2 separate regions of the Rattus norvegicus genome follow, and region 2 is linked to region 1. A link is a contact called in public Hi-C data. All regions are on one chromosome and are shown on one strand. Each heading gives the region's core, a stretch centred on a gene start, on an enhancer-like site or on the middle of the called end of the contact. The rest is flanking DNA. Distances are from core to core; before and after follow the strand shown. Region 1 holds the start of Elovl6 (ELOVL fatty acid elongase 6). Region 2 overlaps Elovl6 (ELOVL fatty acid elongase 6).

Region 1 (3,905 bases), core at 853-3,352:
CTCTCTCTCTCTGTGTGTGTGTGTGTGTGTGTGTGTGTGTGTAGGCAGGGTTGCTTCCTTGTGCAGGGGAGCAGGTGCATGTGGCCGAGGCCAGAGCTACAATGGAGTGTGCCATTCTCAAGACGACTCCCTCTTCATTTTAGAGACAAGGTCTACTGATCTCAAAGCTCCTATTTTACATTTGCCTGGCTGACCAGCAAGCATCAGGAACTTCCTGTCTCAGCCTCAAGGATAGCCTTACAGGCAGAAGCTACCCTTAGCTAGCCTTTTGTAGGTTCTAGGAATCTGAACTTGAGTCCTCATGCTGAGCCATTTTTCCCAAAGTGATGGCAACACCCCTTTAATTCCAGCACCAGGGGGGCAGAGGCAGGCAGATCTAGGAGTTGGAGGCGACATTGGTCTACAGAGCAATTTCCAGGATAGCCAGGGATACTCAGAGAACCCTGTCTCAAAAAGACAAAAATCCAATGACATAAAAACTCCAGGCGTCATTCTGTATCCCTGGCTGACCCGGATCTTGTTACTAGACCAGGCTAGTCTCAAACTCACAAAGATCCACATGCTTTTGACTCCAGATTGTATTAGGATTAGGGGTATTCTCTCCCCTGTCCCCCGCTTTAGACTGGGGGGTGGGGCAAGGATGTCACTGTGAAGTTCAGTCTCACCTTGAATTTCTGGCAATTTTACTAGCACCAATCTTCCTGCCTCAGCCTCCAATGTCTTGCTGGGATTAATCTAACTCTGAATGAAGTGCTTACTCTTCATTTTAGTTGGTATGTGGGGAAATGTACACCATAGAGGATAATTTCTTTCTGGTTCTAATGTACATATTTTTAAACTAAGTAGGTTATTAGCTGGGCTGTGGTGGCTCAGGCCTTTATCCCAGAACTTGTGAGTGAGGAAGAGGCAGGCGGATCTCTGAGTCTGAAACCAGCCTGGTCTACAGAACCAGTTCCAGGACAACCAGGGCTACACAGAAAAACCAAAAACATTTAAAAAAAAAAAAAAAAAAGGGTTGGGGACTTAGCTCAGTGGTAGAGCGCTTACCTAGGAAGCGCAAGGCCCTGGGTTCCGACCCCAGCTCCGAAAAAAAGAACCAAAAAAAAAAAAAAAACAAGATAAAAAAAATCCATCTTGAAAAATCACAAACTTTAAAAATATAAACTAGTAGGTTGCCATATTGCTCTCACTTCGTTCTTCCTTTAGGAAATGAAAATACCATTCCCGGGAAAATAAGAGGAGTGTTTGGGAAAGGTAAGGTTAAAACGATATTGCTGTGAGCTGGTGTTCAGCGGGATCAGCATTACGTTCACCCCTCTCCTACATTAATTTGTTCTTCCTAATTTCACAAGAATAAGGCAGAACTAAAGTAACTCATACAGGTTTTGGTATTAGACCAGTAGGTCTAATTCTGTATGCTAAATTCCTTTCCTCCATTGTTCAATAATATCCCCTCCAGGTAGCCAAACCCTCCATCTAACTCTTTCTTGCCCTTCCACGTCTGCCTTCCAGTCACCCTTGACTTCCCAAGTCATCTTCCTCAGGATCCTATCTGCACACGACCTTAAGGTTCCGCGGGCCACCTGGCCCTGTGGTCAAGGTAAATCCACGCCTAAGCTGCCCGGTAGAGGTGGTCTCAGAAAGTGCTGCGGGGTCGAGGGGGTGAGGAGAGAGCTCGTACGACGTGACCCTCTCATTCATTTGCCTGGAGTTCTCATGCCAGAGGCCTGGCAGGTTCTACTATTTCCCAATCGTTTACTCGCCAAGATTTCGGGTCCACGGGCCTCCCGGCTGCGCCTCGCACGCTGAAACTTCATTCAAAGGCCAGGCAGGGAGGCCCACGAGGTGGTAAATGGGCTGATGGATGACCTCAAGGCCACTTCCTCCCTCTTGGCGCCCTTCCCCCAGTCCACTGACCACCTTCTTGTAAACAAAACTGTCCCCCAGGGCGAGGGGAGGTCTTGCTCTTCTGCGCCCTCTCGCGCAAAGGGTTAATTTTCCGGATCGCACGAGGGGGAGGAGATTTCCCTGTAGACGAGTAAAAAGCGTGATGGACAAACGTGCGGGCACTAAGACCGCAAGGCATTCATTTCCTCCTACGGTGGATGCGGACGCTGGGAGGAGAGCCCCTGAGCTAGGAGCTGGGAGCCGAGGCGCAGGCAATGCTCAACCCTGGATGTAGCTGAGGCTGGGAGAGAGATCGGCCAGGAGACTGACGGCGGGGCAATACCTAGGGGGGTGGGTGGGGGAAGCAGACAGGAGAGCACTCAAAATAAAAGGCTCTTTACAGATTTTTTTATTTTGTATAGAGAACACGTAGCGACTCCGAAGATCAGCCCCAATGAACATGTCAGTGTTGACTTTACAAGAATATGAATTCGAGAAGCAGTTCAACGAGAATGAAGCCATCCAATGGATGCAGGAAAACTGGTAGGTGATGCTTTCGCGTGATACTGTCCCCGGGAGTGCATTAATGTCGGTATTCCCAGTCTGAGCGTGAGCGGAGCGATGGATTGCCGGCGGTAGCCAGCAGATCGCGGAGTTCTAGGGTCTCATGTCTGCAGGAGACTCTGAGGCTGCATGAAGCGTGTGTTTTGGGGGTGCCCTGTGTGAGCTGCGGCCACGCGGGCATCTTTGTGTAGATTATATAACGTAGAACGTATAATATGTGTACTTGGAATGATTTACGGAGGACGGAGGCATGTTACAATCCAGCTACCCCACCTGTGCTGTCTGTCTCCCTGCTTTCGCTTAGATTTGGGGGTTCTGCTTGGCCTCCCGCAACTGGAGCGTGCAAGGCTGTGGAGGGAGGACCGGGTCTTCTCTCCCTTTAACCCTCTTCAGCCCGCCTCTCTCTGGTCCTTTCCCTCTCCCCATCCCTCGTGTCCTTCCTTTCTCCTTGTAGTTCTTCCACTTTACTGCCCTCCCTTGACTGCCGCCTCCAGCCATAGATGCCCAAGGGTCCTGGACCCCTTCCCCACTCAGATTACTTTCCGGTTTCATAAAGACATCGGGGAGGAGGGGACAATGAAAACTGCAATAAAAATGAATGAACCGGAGCAAGTGGAGCCACGCCATTATTAAGTTTCTGTGTAAAGGAAACGCCTTTTGGACACGCTTGTCTGTGCGGAGCGCCAGTTTAGGTACTAGGAGGCTCTTGCCCGGCAGTCTTGGAGGTCTTTCCCCAGAACTTCGAATGCTGGAAAACATCTTGTTTACTGAGTTCCTCCTGTCAGTCTTGAAAAAAAATCCCTGTGTGGGAGGCGATCCAGTGTCACCTTGCAATATTTAAGAAGGGAGCTCCCTCCTTCCCGTAGACTGAGCAGTGTTGGAGACCTTTCCCTCTGGTTTAGTGCGAGCCCCACGACCTCCCCACCCCCACCCCACCACCCCCTCTGCGCAGCGGCCGGCCCTCGGGGGGCTTCCGGACTCGGGGAGGTTCCGCTGCCGCGTGCGAGGGCGCTCGCGACCTGCCTTCCCTCCCTCCATTCATCAATGGGAAACCGGAGACGCCGGCGCTCCCGGGCTGGGGCGGGTGGTGGCAGCCGCCCGGGGAGTTGCGGGAGGCGGAGGCCGGGAGTTCGCCTTCCCCAGCCGGGTCCGGAGCTGGCGGCTCCCGCCCCTTCCCGCCCGCCGGGCGCGCGCCCACCCTTGGCCTTCAGCTTGCGAGTTGGGCCCCTGGGCGGTTTACGGCGGCGACCGGGCGGAGCCAAGACTCCGGGGCGCGCGAGTTTGGGCTGTAGCATGGCGGCTGCCTGCCTGAAGCCCCGAACCCCAGAGCCACCTTGGTGCGGTCGCCCGCGTCCTCCAGGAAGCCGAGGCCGAGGGCGCAGGCCCGGGTCCGGGGCGGGATTGCACCCGCGGGGAGTCTGGATCGCCCTGTAAGGGGGCGGCCATTGGGACGC
Region 2 (3,731 bases), core at 31-2,530, 59 kb after region 1:
CTTGAGTAGGCAATTTATAGGCGTCTCCACTATGAAAGACAAGTACTACCTATTAACACCCCCAGCAGCCATTAAACCTGGGAGTCATGCTCCTACCACCACCGTCTCATGAGCCACATGTCTCTCGCATGCCACCACATGCACTGCATGAGCCCTCCCTTTCCTCAGGAAGGAAGTGTTAGTGGCCCGGTCTTGTGAGCGGTCTTTCAGTTGGCTGTGATGAAGGTGACCCATGCCGTTCCGGAAAGACAGACAGCCTCCTTAAGCTATGTTGCTGAACCTAAGCCGTAGGGAACCGGAAGTCTCTACGTAAGGTTTTAAGCAGAAGCTGCCGGAAGAATAAAGAACTTGTTGAGATTCAGTCCTTTGCTATGACCTGCATTGTTAACACACCTCAGAGATCTGGTTGCCACAGGGATGAGGAGAACCTCACACACACCAAGTGATACTTTGTAGCCTTGTTCATTAACTTAAGACTATTGGTTGAATAAAGATGCCAACAGCCTATAACCCAGCGGAAGAGAGGTAGGCAGCGTTTTAGTTCCTGGCCTGGGGGTCTGAGGAGGACCATAAGGGAGGAAGAGAGTGCAGGTGGAGAGAGAAGGCACCATGAAGGAAGGAGAACTGACCATGAGGGCAGGCCCAGGCGGAACATGGCAAGTCATATCTCGTAGTTAATGGCAGGAAAGTAGACACGATAGTGTAGAGGGTAGATACTTGCCTGCTCTGGGGCTGTAAAGGCTCGTTATAAATATAAAGGTTTTGTGCCTTTTATCTGGGAATTGAATGATAATTGGAGGGGCAGAAACCTCTGATTGAGATTACATATTTCCAACAACAGAATGCGTCTGGCTTTGAACCCTGGTCTGTAATGCATTAGTCATTAATGGGTCCATTTTGTGATCTTACTCGTAAAAGGCTATAATGTTGCCTCATAACAATGATATGGGCTTCCACTAATTCCCAACCTCGTCAGAACTCAGAGTCATCGTTCCTGAATACAACTGTCTAGGAGTTCTGGGCAGCTCTGCTAGCACGACAAAAAGTGTTGTTGTATTGGCATGAAACACGTGTGTGTTGTCAAGGAAATTTAGTGTCAGAATTATAGGTGAGAGTTCCCCAGATTCTATCAGTAAGTTAGAGGAATCTGTTAGTACTGGCTTGGCTCTACCCTTTTCATTTAGATGGATTTGATGGGAACATAAATTCTGAAGTGTTTGCTTGTAAAGCCAGGGCTGCTGGTGTTCCAGAGTGAGGCTTTTCTGGGTGAAAGGTCAGTTGGCTCCATGTCTGAGTGACTTTGACCTCAGCATGTTAACCCGGTGCGTGTTAGCCAGGGTAATGAACGTAATAGGGAGTAATCACAAAAAGGAAGGTTACTGTGTTCTATAAGAGTGAAATTCTGTTGTCAAGAAAATCTGTGTTGTGCTAAAGTATTTTGTGAACCGTGAACTGTCATTACAGGGTTAAAGGGAAAAAAAATCTATGGTTAAAAAATTGCAGTGACTGTCTGGTCATCCCGGTCACTGCTTTTTTGAAAGGTTATTTTAATCCTGGATCCAAGTCGGAATTATTGATGTCTAGTTCTTTCTAGAACTCACAGTTGTTCCTATAAACTCTAAAGTCTGAAGTTCTCTTGACTTCTAGTCTTCTAAGGAAATAAGAACGATTAGGTTTTATTTGTTGACAGATCTGTATATGAGGAGGGATATATTTAAGATTTCCAGAGTTACTAATTTCCTTTCTCAGCTCTGATGTCTTTAGCTACTTAATGTCATGGTGCCCTTGGCCTTCCAGCAAGAAAGGGGACTCGGGGTGGGGGTGGGGGGCTAATTCTGCAGTTGCCTGGTTTCATGGCTCTTTAGCTGACAGTCCCAGAAAACACTGGAACGTGTGGGGTCACGTTCCTTGCCAGGTCTTCATTTCCCTTGATTTCCACCTTCCTCTTCCTTCTACCCCAACTTTGAGGCTCTGTGTGGTGGTACAGGAGAGGCATTTGTTAATTTAGCCTCAAAAACAAAAACAAAAAAAACCAAAACGAACAAACCAAAAAAAAAATGGTTTGAGGAAGAGACACTTGGGGACTTTAAGAAGAAATACTTAAAGGCTTGAAATATAAAGGTGATATGAACTCAGAAAACCTTGACTGGTCCCGAGCCAGCTGTCCCAAGGGTCATGCTCACTTGGCCATCGGGCACAGACAGAATAATTAAGGGAATGGTGGCCTTGCAGAAAGCTGTTCATGGGAAAACAGAATCAATAGTCATAACCTGGGGCGTTTGCGTCTCTAACTTTATTTCAAACTGGATCATATCTGTTCATAGTCCCGCCTTGCTTAGAAGAAGACAGATGAATTTTCTTTATTGCTTCTTACGTGTTTCTAAAAGAGCTTTATGTAACTTATTCAATAAGGAGTGGACTTTTTATTACAGGCAATCCTAAAATTGTATGGATTCTGTTGAGAAGCGGTATTGGCGCTGCAGGACTGACTGAGCCTCACTGTGAAAACCCAGAGTATGTTGCATTTGTCCTCGTGTAAAATGCAGAAACACCAGAGATTGTCACAAAGTGGATGAGAAGTTGAGGAACTTTATTGAGAAATCAGACCAAATTTACACCAAGGAAAACAGTAATAGAACGCATAGAATGCTGGCCTGCTGGGGTGTGTGTGTGTGTGTGTGTGTGTGTGTGTGTGTGTGTGTGTGTCTGTGTGTTTCATGTGTAAGGCTGGCTTTGAAGTCTTGATCTTTTCGTTTCTGTCTCCTGTTTGCCAGGGTTGTTGTATGTGTTGCTATGTGTTTGTGTGTTTGGAAGACTGCACCCATCTTCTAAGGTAACACTTACTAAATGGGTATTTAATGAATATTTTTATAACAAATAAAGTAAGTCTATTGCATCCATTCATCATATTGTTGTGTGCCTCACGCCCACTGCAGTAAGCTGGATTTGCTGCTGATAATTCTAAAAGTATGCATCATGTTTACAAAACAGGCAGCTCTCAGAGAAAAGATCGCCTATCTAAAGTGACGTGGGGGATTTGGAAATCCCATAGCCGGTTTTGATCGACATAAACAAACAATTCGAATAGTTCAGGTGAAAAATAATGCACACAAGAACTGCTTTGCTAAGCGCGCTGTCTCACAATGCTCACAGAAGCTAAGACTCAGTGCAAAGCCCAGAGTTGCCCAGGGGGACGGGAGCGATGCTTTGGCCGACATTTTCTAAGTGTCTCGTGATCTTTGCTTCACTGTCCAAGGTGCAGATGTAGGTGTTAATGAGCTGGGAAGCTTCTGTTATATTGAACAAATACCGATAAAACCAAACTGCAGACAGAGTTCCTGTGCAGAAGTGGGAGTCCGGCTGCTGACAGTCTTTATCCTGTGTGAATGGAAATGCACACCCGCCTATATTTATATGTGTGCGGTTCATGTACAGACACAAGCATGCTGCCTTTGATACCTTGAGGTGATTACACATGAAGTTCATGTAAGCCGTCCTAAGACGCCTAGAGAATTCCAGACAGGTCACGCCTCAGTAAGTATGTGAAGGGATTGATGCCCCAGCCCACACGATACAATGTTACTTCAAGCAAACTATCCAGTAGCTGCCAAGATGGGTGATGCCCAAACCATTGGTTGATTTGAAGATTACTTACTACTGTGTTACTTTAATTTCCCCAAGGGGATTTTCCTGGGGCCTTTGTCCTTTCCTTTTTCCTTGGTGGTGGCGGG

The links. A called contact is a pair of places that touch in the nucleus more often than the background predicts.
Region 2: a Hi-C map of liver shows a contact between it and region 1, with 2.4 times the contacts expected there. The contact joins the enhancer-like site here to the promoter of Elovl6 in region 1. A contact is called at or near these places in 4 of 12 Hi-C or Micro-C datasets (the A7r5 cell line, liver and mammary epithelial cells).

Annotation. Positions count from the first base shown.
Region 1 is chr2:220,735,993-220,739,897 of GRCr8, forward strand. Elovl6 (ELOVL fatty acid elongase 6) reads left to right here and starts at 2,103. Exons shown (of 5, transcript NM_134383.3): 1 at 2,103-2,159; 2 at 2,310-2,430. The coding sequence starts at 2,342.
Region 2 is chr2:220,795,366-220,799,096 of GRCr8, forward strand. The region is part of intron 2 of Elovl6 (ELOVL fatty acid elongase 6); the gene reads left to right. Among named protein-coding and RNA genes, the nearest start is that of Elovl6, 59 kb to the left of the region's middle. Within about 2 kb of position 1,281, at least 4 of the 93 cell types and tissues checked have an H3K27ac peak or open chromatin away from gene starts, as enhancers often do. A contact at or near this core is called in liver, where this site is marked.